Linked DNA regions of Drosophila melanogaster: all the other regions are linked to region 3. The links are chromatin contacts, called in public Hi-C and targeted proximity ligation maps. All regions are on one chromosome and are shown on one strand. The core of a region is the stretch at or near the end of the contact, and the rest is flanking DNA. Distances in the headings are between cores, read along the strand shown.

Evidence for each region. A called contact is a pair of places that touch in the nucleus more often than the background predicts.
Region 1: a contact with region 3 is called in a targeted proximity ligation map of the Kc167 cell line, with 3 times the contacts expected there. A contact is called at or near these places in 1 of 107 Hi-C or Micro-C datasets (the Kc167 cell line) and 2 of 7 datasets of targeted methods (the Kc167 cell line and the S2 cell line).
Region 2: a Hi-C map of the S2 cell line shows a contact between it and region 3, with 3 times the contacts expected there. A contact is called at or near these places in 1 of 107 Hi-C or Micro-C datasets (the S2 cell line) and 1 of 7 datasets of targeted methods (the Kc167 cell line).

Annotation. Positions count from the first base shown.
Region 1 is chr3L:23,124,751-23,127,450 of dm6, forward strand. It overlaps CG33217, which reads left to right and starts at 1,275. Exons shown (of 8, transcript NM_206425.3): 1 at 1,275-1,368; 2 at 1,450-1,650; 3 at 1,967-2,501; 4 at 2,563-2,700. The coding sequence starts at 1,458.
Region 2 is chr3L:23,149,170-23,151,869 of dm6, forward strand. Vps11 (Vacuolar protein sorting 11) reads right to left here and starts at 1,330. Exons shown (of 1, transcript NM_168987.2): 1 at 1-1,330. The coding sequence starts at 1,218. It also overlaps asRNA:CR45164.
Region 3 is chr3L:23,336,681-23,339,380 of dm6, forward strand. It overlaps alpha-Cat (alpha Catenin), which reads right to left and starts at 1,420. Exons shown (of 12, transcript NM_079495.3): 1 at 1,195-1,420. The coding sequence starts at 1,366. ND-MLRQ (NADH dehydrogenase (ubiquinone) MLRQ subunit) reads left to right here and starts at 2,646. Exons shown (of 4, transcript NM_001275306.2): 1 at 2,646-2,700. It overlaps mir-4942 (mir-4942 stem loop), which reads left to right and starts at 2,548; the gene lies at 2,548-2,657.

The DNA.
Region 1 (2,700 bases), core at 25-2,524, 210 kb before region 3:
CTTGAAAAAAGTTTCACCATTCACCATTCGTGATTAAAAAAGTCATAGACTTCACATGCGGAAGGGAAGTGGTTTTTTGCTACAAAAAAAACATAATCTGTAACATTATTAGAGTTGAGATAAAAAAATCCATGATGTACAGTTAATGGCCAATTTTTTTTTGTACATAGGTCAAAAATAATTAGGTTTTTATTTTAAATTAAATTTAAATAAAAATTCAACAAATGTTTCACCTTTATTTATTCAATAGTTTCGAAAATATATATTAAAACAACATAACAGGCAGAAATTCTGGTGTTCACTAAAATACCAGTGCTTTGAAAAAAATAGTAACAAAATTCAACTTGACTTAGAACGAACTTAGTTTTTCTTTTTAATGTGTTAATAAGTGTCTAATACTTGGTTGGATTGCCTTTGTTAGCTATCACAGCCTTACACCTACGCGGCATGGAGTCCTCTAGGTCCTGGTAACGTTTGGGGTTTTATTGCCCTGTTATAGGAAATAACCTAACCAAACACACTTTTTAGAAAATATTGATGATTTCGGGAATCTACGTTGGACAAAATGAGACACTGTTATTCTTATGAACAATCTAAAAGTTGTTCAAGAATGTAAATAAAAAGGATAACATGAAGAACGAAGGGAATTTTATTTATATTCATATCTACACATTACATTTACAAAAATAGGTGGAATCATGGAAATATACGGCTGTTTTTCTTAGTTTCTCTTGTACTGCTATTTTATGAACACAGCTTTTAATCGCTATTTCATCGCCTTAAATTTTTTAAGAAACAGATCGCAAGCGCGAGAATTGGTGAGAGCGTGATGTTTTTCAGAAGCGATGAATTGTGGAACTACAGGGTGGACATTAATTGAAACTTTATCTTGAAAAGTAACAACAGGTATTTTTGTGTAATTTTTTCCATGAGCCTGTTACATATTTGGATTAACTTGACTATTTATTGTTTTACTTAGTCGTATAAAATAAAACACAATCTTTATAGCAGCTATATATTGCTGACAAATTGCCATAATAATGATTCAAAAACAAGCGTTAGATGCCTGCATTATTTCTTACAATGAAATCAAAATGCAAAATATATTGATATATTGCACATATCATTTGTATATGACTTAATTGGTTGCATGGTCTCATACGGACCGTGACGTATATGGAGATAGATGAGTTTCTGTGGAAATCATATATTATTAGAGAAAAAGCTGGTTTCTTTACATTATTATCAGTAAAGATAAGTTAAATAACTAAGGGGTGGGCACACTAATTTGATAACAGCGTCAACCACATGTCGGCTTTATTTATAATGTTGGAATCGAAATAAGTTAGGAAAGTGTGATTCAGTTTGGTATGTCTTTCCATAACTCTCCAAAATTAAATCTTAGCAATTTCTAATAAGTACTGTATGATTTCATTTATTGAACAATAGATATCAGTATGGATCAATTCATAACTTCGACTTTGAAAAACCGTAGACGACGTTCTCTTGGATTGCGACTCTTAATATGTTACCTTAAAAAAAGTGACATTAAATTAGAGGAAAATGTTAATACATGGACATATTTATTAGTTCAATCATGCAAATTACCTGAGTTGTGTTCATATGGTGATTTAATATTTTCCGCTATGGGTAAGTTTTTAATTAATAAATTTTAATTAATAGTTTTAAAAAAATGGTAGTAACCAAATCTAAAAAAAAAAATATTTCAAATTGGTTAAAGGCTTTTACCATAGGCTTTTTTTTTACAATAAATTGGTTTACTTTCTATAACAAAGCAAAACACAGTATTAATTCATTCTGCTACCGCTAATATTCCTCTCGTGGACTCTGCCGTCCACAGTAATACATTTTTTAGTGCTTAAATTTTTTTGTACTTTCTTGTTTTAAAGCTCTCAATGAATTATATCTAATCGTTTATGAAATATAAATATTTTTCACTTTTCAGCACTCCTTCTGGACAAAATCCAGAGTGACGGTAATGTGTCAAAAGTATTCGCATCTGCTCATTTATCTAAAGTACTGGAATGCTTATCTCACAACGAAATATATAAGCACAATCGCTCAACTATTGCTGCCTTACACACAATCAAGAAATGCCTAAAATATTACCCAAAAGGAATAAAAACTAAATCATCAAGTATCAAAAATATATTAGTACTATTAATTGACAGCCAAAACGATGAAGTTGTTTATCAATCTGGTGAATGTTGGTTTTTGTTACACAAAATTCATGGCATTTCCGATAAAGAACATATGGATAATAAAACTGAATGGAAGGATTTTCAATTATCTTTACTGAGTAATATCCAATATATTATAAATAGAACAATAGTTATGCCTGACGAATCCGTTAACAGCCCTTTTATGCCAAATCATTTTGGAGCTTTCACTTTTGTAGCTGTAAAAGATCCTTTTGAAAGAGCTTCAAAAGCTTTTCGACGGATTTTTAATCTTATTGAATATATCAAAATTGCTTTAAGGTAAGAAAAAGGTTTGTTACTTTCTGGAACTACAATTAAATTAGAGACAATATATTTTTAGCAAACAATTTGTTTTCAAAAAGAATATTTGCGTACATCAAATCTTGTCTTTAATACAAAATGGACTAAATGCACACGTAAACCAACAAAATGTACGAATTAATCATGCATATCTTGAGACATTTTTTCCGCAAATGCA
Region 2 (2,700 bases), core at 80-2,579, 190 kb before region 3:
TTCTTGAGTAGCTCTACTGAAGTCGCCTTTTTGAAGTAAGTGATTTCCGTACTGAAATCGTACCAATGCAGTTTCTGGCGATGAAGTATAGCCTTCTCGATGCAACAATCTCAATGCAATGTTATACATATGTTTTTCAACTAAGAGACGTATATTAACATCTATGCTGTTTTTTTCTAACATTAACATGTTGCAAGCATCCGTGTCGCCAGAATTCGTAACAATATAACAAAAATTGTTTTCACTGATTACATAAAACAATTCCTGAAATTGCCTTTGAAAAACTATTATTTTGTTTTCCGTATCTAAAACAATTAGTGTCGTTGCATTCTGCTTTAAGTTTGAATTTTTGACGCCGACGATTAGGTAATGGCCTACCCAAGCCAGGCATTCCTTTGCTCCTTCGATAGCAAAACAAGGACCCCTTCCCTCAGGAGTGTAGCAATAAACAGCGTCTGCCCGTCCCACAACCAACATTGAATCATTTATTTCGCCACCTCCAGCCTTGCACATTATACTGCGGTAATTAAGATTACCTTTATCATTATCAAGTACAAATTTTGTATCCATTATGCATTTCTCTTTTAACATAAAACAATAAACTCCTTGAACACATGTCACAAACATTATTTGAGTTGTATCTAAAGGTTGTGTTTTGAAATCAAAATGTATTCCATTGACTGCGTTTCCAGAAACAGTATGTTGGCGAATATTTGCAGAAAAATTTTTTGTGATTTTTCCATAATGCAAAAGAATATCACCATTTCCCAATCCTATCGCCAACGCAAACAATTTATCGTCAATGACGTCTGCGTTGAGGCATAAGGGCGTACTTGAAGGCTGAGTATATGCAGATGCAATTATTGGAGCTGCTTGCTTTTTTGTTAATCTATTAAGGTCAAATATATCAATGTGAATACCATTATTGATATCCGGTGTGACAGTCGCAAGGCTGTTATTGCTGGTAAGGGAACAAAGAGCAATAGCTTTCCGCGTGGATGGAGATTTGAAGGTAATACACTCCCAATTTGAAAGGTAAATAAGAATATTTCTGTTCTTATCACAAATTACTAATTTTATATTTCTTTCCTCAGTGCTTGATTTTGATTCGGGAAAGCAGTAGCACGATATTTCTGCCGTGTTCGGAATTTTTACAAATGGTACGACGATTATATTGAAAAGATCCACTTTCTTCCATTCAAAGACACTTATATCCATTCTGTCAATAGTTTCATATAATTATGCGATGATACTATTATTAATGTGTATATTTATTCTTATAGTGGAACATGTGTGACGTTACGGGTTGGCCAACAAAATGAAACAGTGCAATATGAAAATATAAAGTAGTTTTTATAAGCAAATTACACTAAGCACATCCAATTGTTATGATTTTAATCTTAGATGTGGATATATAATATAATTATTAAAATAAGCTATGTAGTAATTAATCTTTAAGAAATTATTGAAAAAAACGAAGCTCGGATTTCTGACACTGTAAAAATTGGTGTAAACCGAATAAAACAACACATTATGACGCAAAAAAAAAAAACAAACACGTATCTACATGGCATTTATCGGCCCGTTCCAGCAATAGAAATCACATGTTTGGGATATTTTCATGGAGATGGCTTTAAAACTAAGGCCTTGCTTACATAGAAACGGTCGACCGAACATACCGGCGTGTCTTTATCGACTCGGCTGTTGATACTGATAAAGAATATATAAATTATATAAAGATTGATCGCACCGTCTTGCGATACTGTCGTCGTCAGGATTCCTCCAGAGGTGAAGGGCTTCCGTCGATGGCTACTCCGGGGAGCAGAAGATTATTATTTACGTTGAGAGGAACTTTCCTCTTTTAACTGCCAGCCTTGTGGTCTGGCAGAGTAAGTAATAAAAATATGTTTTAGAACGCTTAGTCGGAGTTGACGAGCTGTCGCTCTTTAATATGGTAAATGCAAATTCAAACTGAAACTTAAAAATGATTCTTATAGCTAACAAAGACTCGAAGCGGCCACGCAAATATGATGTGCTTGCCGGCTGCGCACGGGTTTCCGGCCCAATGCTGGGTCAGCACTTTGATATTATGTTTAATACACTAAACCAACTGTTCTAGTTGGTTGGCTTGTGTTAACGACTCCCCCTTTAAGATTACGGCCGTCCTCGGCTGGTCCTAATTCGGCGATCATCCCGTTTAATTGGATTGTAGATCTCCGCGCTCCGATGAACCGTAAACAAACCGCTGCTGCGATAAATATTATGCGAATATTATAATATATAAATATTATTATGAATGATTAGTATCAATTTCTCTCCCGAACTCTTTGATGAACTCCAAGTTACGTTCACTCAGCTGGTGAAGACAGGGGAGACTCAGAATATCTTTGTTGGCGGTGATATTCAATGATGCGGAACTAGCTACCCCTGGAGCTCGTATTTGGGCCTTGTCGTGATTTATAAAGGTGGTGTCATTTATCACGACGCGATCGTTGAAGGTAATGGGATGTGTGCCACGTAGATAGACATCTGTTCCATTGCCTGTCTGTGGCTGGCTGGCCGGTCATTGATGATGATGATTTCCTCATCCACGCGGGTAAGCGGGTGTAGGTCGCTTGGTTGTGACTCGCAATGCCCTAGAACGCCTGCGTGTAGTTCCCTGGCGCATGATCTTTCCGTTGATAGTTGGCAAAAGGTAGC
Region 3 (2,700 bases), core at 170-2,669:
CCAAAATGGTTTTGCAAAAAGAATTGACATGACTTAAAACAAAAACTGGAATGGATGCTATAACCGAGTCCCCGACTATCAGATACCCCGTTACTCAACTAGAAGTGTGAAAGATTTCAATTTTTTTGGAAAATCGGTAAAAATTGAAAAAGAAATAATTATATTTAAACAAGAAATATATTTTTCAAAAAGTTTGGGCGGTTTGTGGGCCTGACAATAGGTATTTTGGCATATCAATAGATTTACAAGATCAATAAAATAGTATGAAAAATACCAAAACATTTTTGTGTGAAAACCAATTTTTGGGCGTTAGAGTGGGCGTTGCAAAACGTTTTTTGATAAATCGATTCTCTCCACGGTACATTTGTATACACTTTAATTAAGGAACGGAATCCATATCTCTTAAGCTACACATTAGGTTAAGTTCAGAAGGAACTGAACGATTCCTATTGACGTATGACTAATAATAAATGATAAACTCTAATAAAAAAAAAAGGTAAATCGATAGAAATTTAAAAGACTAATGAAAATATGAATTCATATGAAAACGCTTTGTCATACGGACAGAAAGTCGGACATGGCCAGATCAACTCGGCTATTGATCCTGATCTAGAATATATATTTTTTTTTTGGAACCGCTTTCTTCTACCTCATACTTAGTTTTCAACGAATCTAGTACCCCATTTTACTTTACGAGTAACAAATATATATTACAGCGAACCCCATAGTAAATTTCCTTGACTATCAGATACCTGTTACTCAGCTAGTGGCCAAGCGAACTATAAATTTGAACATTTTTATTGCATATCGATAGAAATTGGAAAGATATACATATAACAAAATGAAACACAATCAAAATATATGTAAATCACTAATAGGCTATTTTTTTATATTTTCGCAATTTTGCGTTTAAAGAGGTAAAAGATGCTTTCACATTCCTTTTCAGTTTTAAGCTTGTTACATGAATTCAAATGCTTTCTATCCTACAAAATTTAAGATGTCACAATATGTATGTATAGTATACACAGCCGTTTTAGAACATTTTCTATCATTTCTCGTATGTACACAATACTTATAATTAATAAAATTAAAATGAGTATACGCACAGTTATTCACGACTCGCAAAAAGTTTCTTTAAAATTGAAAGTTCTAATATTTAGGTTTTCTAGGCACTATAAGCTATAAACATTTTACCTTTTTTCTTTTTGCTTGGGCCCTTGGTATTTACAAGAGTAGTTACTTGTAATACAAGGGGTTCAAGTGTTTTTTCAACTGACATTGTGCGAATTTCCAAATTTTTGGGATCCCATTTCAAAGCTATCTGTCCGAAATCGGTTAACGTGCCCATTTTATCAGGTTTTAACATAAATTCTTTAACCGACGACGCCTTTTTCGATAATATGTAGTCCACTGATTATTAATAGTACCAGGATTGTAACTTTGCAGTGCTGTAAAGAATGCGGGCTTTAAATATATCATAGTCCCACTGAGCCACATGACCTACGTAACGTAACCAATATATAATGAATAAGTTAAATAGTTTTGTAGTTTTGAGTCCTGTGAGTCATTCTTTAGTAATGACTTTAAGAAAATAATTAAAATTGATTTTTGATGATTGAACTCTCGTGAAAAATATGTGATATTCAAGTATTGAAGACGATTGAGAAAAGTTTAATAATATTTTTAATTTTTACCAACAAAAATATTTCATTTAATGAATTAACATATTCCACACATATCAGGATTGTTGTTTTCTATGTTTATTATTATACCGGTTACTTGTAGAGTAATAGGGTATACCAGAATCGTTTAAAAGTTCCTAATAGGCTGATGGAAGCATTGGAACAATTGATCGGGATCAGTAGTCGACACGATCTGGTCGTGTCCGTCTGTCCGTCCGTATGAACGTCGAGATCTCAGGAACAATATAAGCTATAAAGCTTAGATTAACCATATGATATTAACCTAACGCCTAACGCTGCCACGCCCACACTTTTGAAAATTGTGTTGATATATATTTTCATATATTTATTAGTTTTGTAAATTTCTATTGATTTGTCATAAAACTTTTTGCCACGCCCACTCTAACGATACAAACCGACCAAAAAACGACCACGCCCACATTTTTGAACAATTTTAAATATTTTCTCATTGCATTCACCAATTTCTATCCGTGTCCCAGAAAAATTATGATATTTCGCGATCATATTGCCTCTAGCTGAGTAACGGATATTTAATAGTCGGGAAAGTCTACATAGCATTTTTTCTTGTTATTATTGAAAAAAAATCCTTTCGACATATAAACAAAATGTAACAAAAATGCATGACTACTTCAGAAGATTATATCGTTCCCGGCGGCTTGAAATTATTATGACAGCCTAACATAAAACCTGTGCGACAAGCATGCATAAAAATTACGTATATAAAATAATATATTCCTTAGATGTAAAAAAAAATATTTATGTGCATGATTTTTGAGTTCCCATTCTATACCAGCATCGCTTAATACTGGCATGTCACATATAAAATAATATGACATCTGCCTGTTATGAATACATATATTTTTATGTTTGAGTCAACATCGAGTTGCCGATGTTTGGAAAACATCGATGACATCGCTGTTGGCATCGAAATATGTCCATATCTAATATATAGTTCCATTCTGTTTTATTGGATTGAGTAAAGTTAGGTAATTTTTTA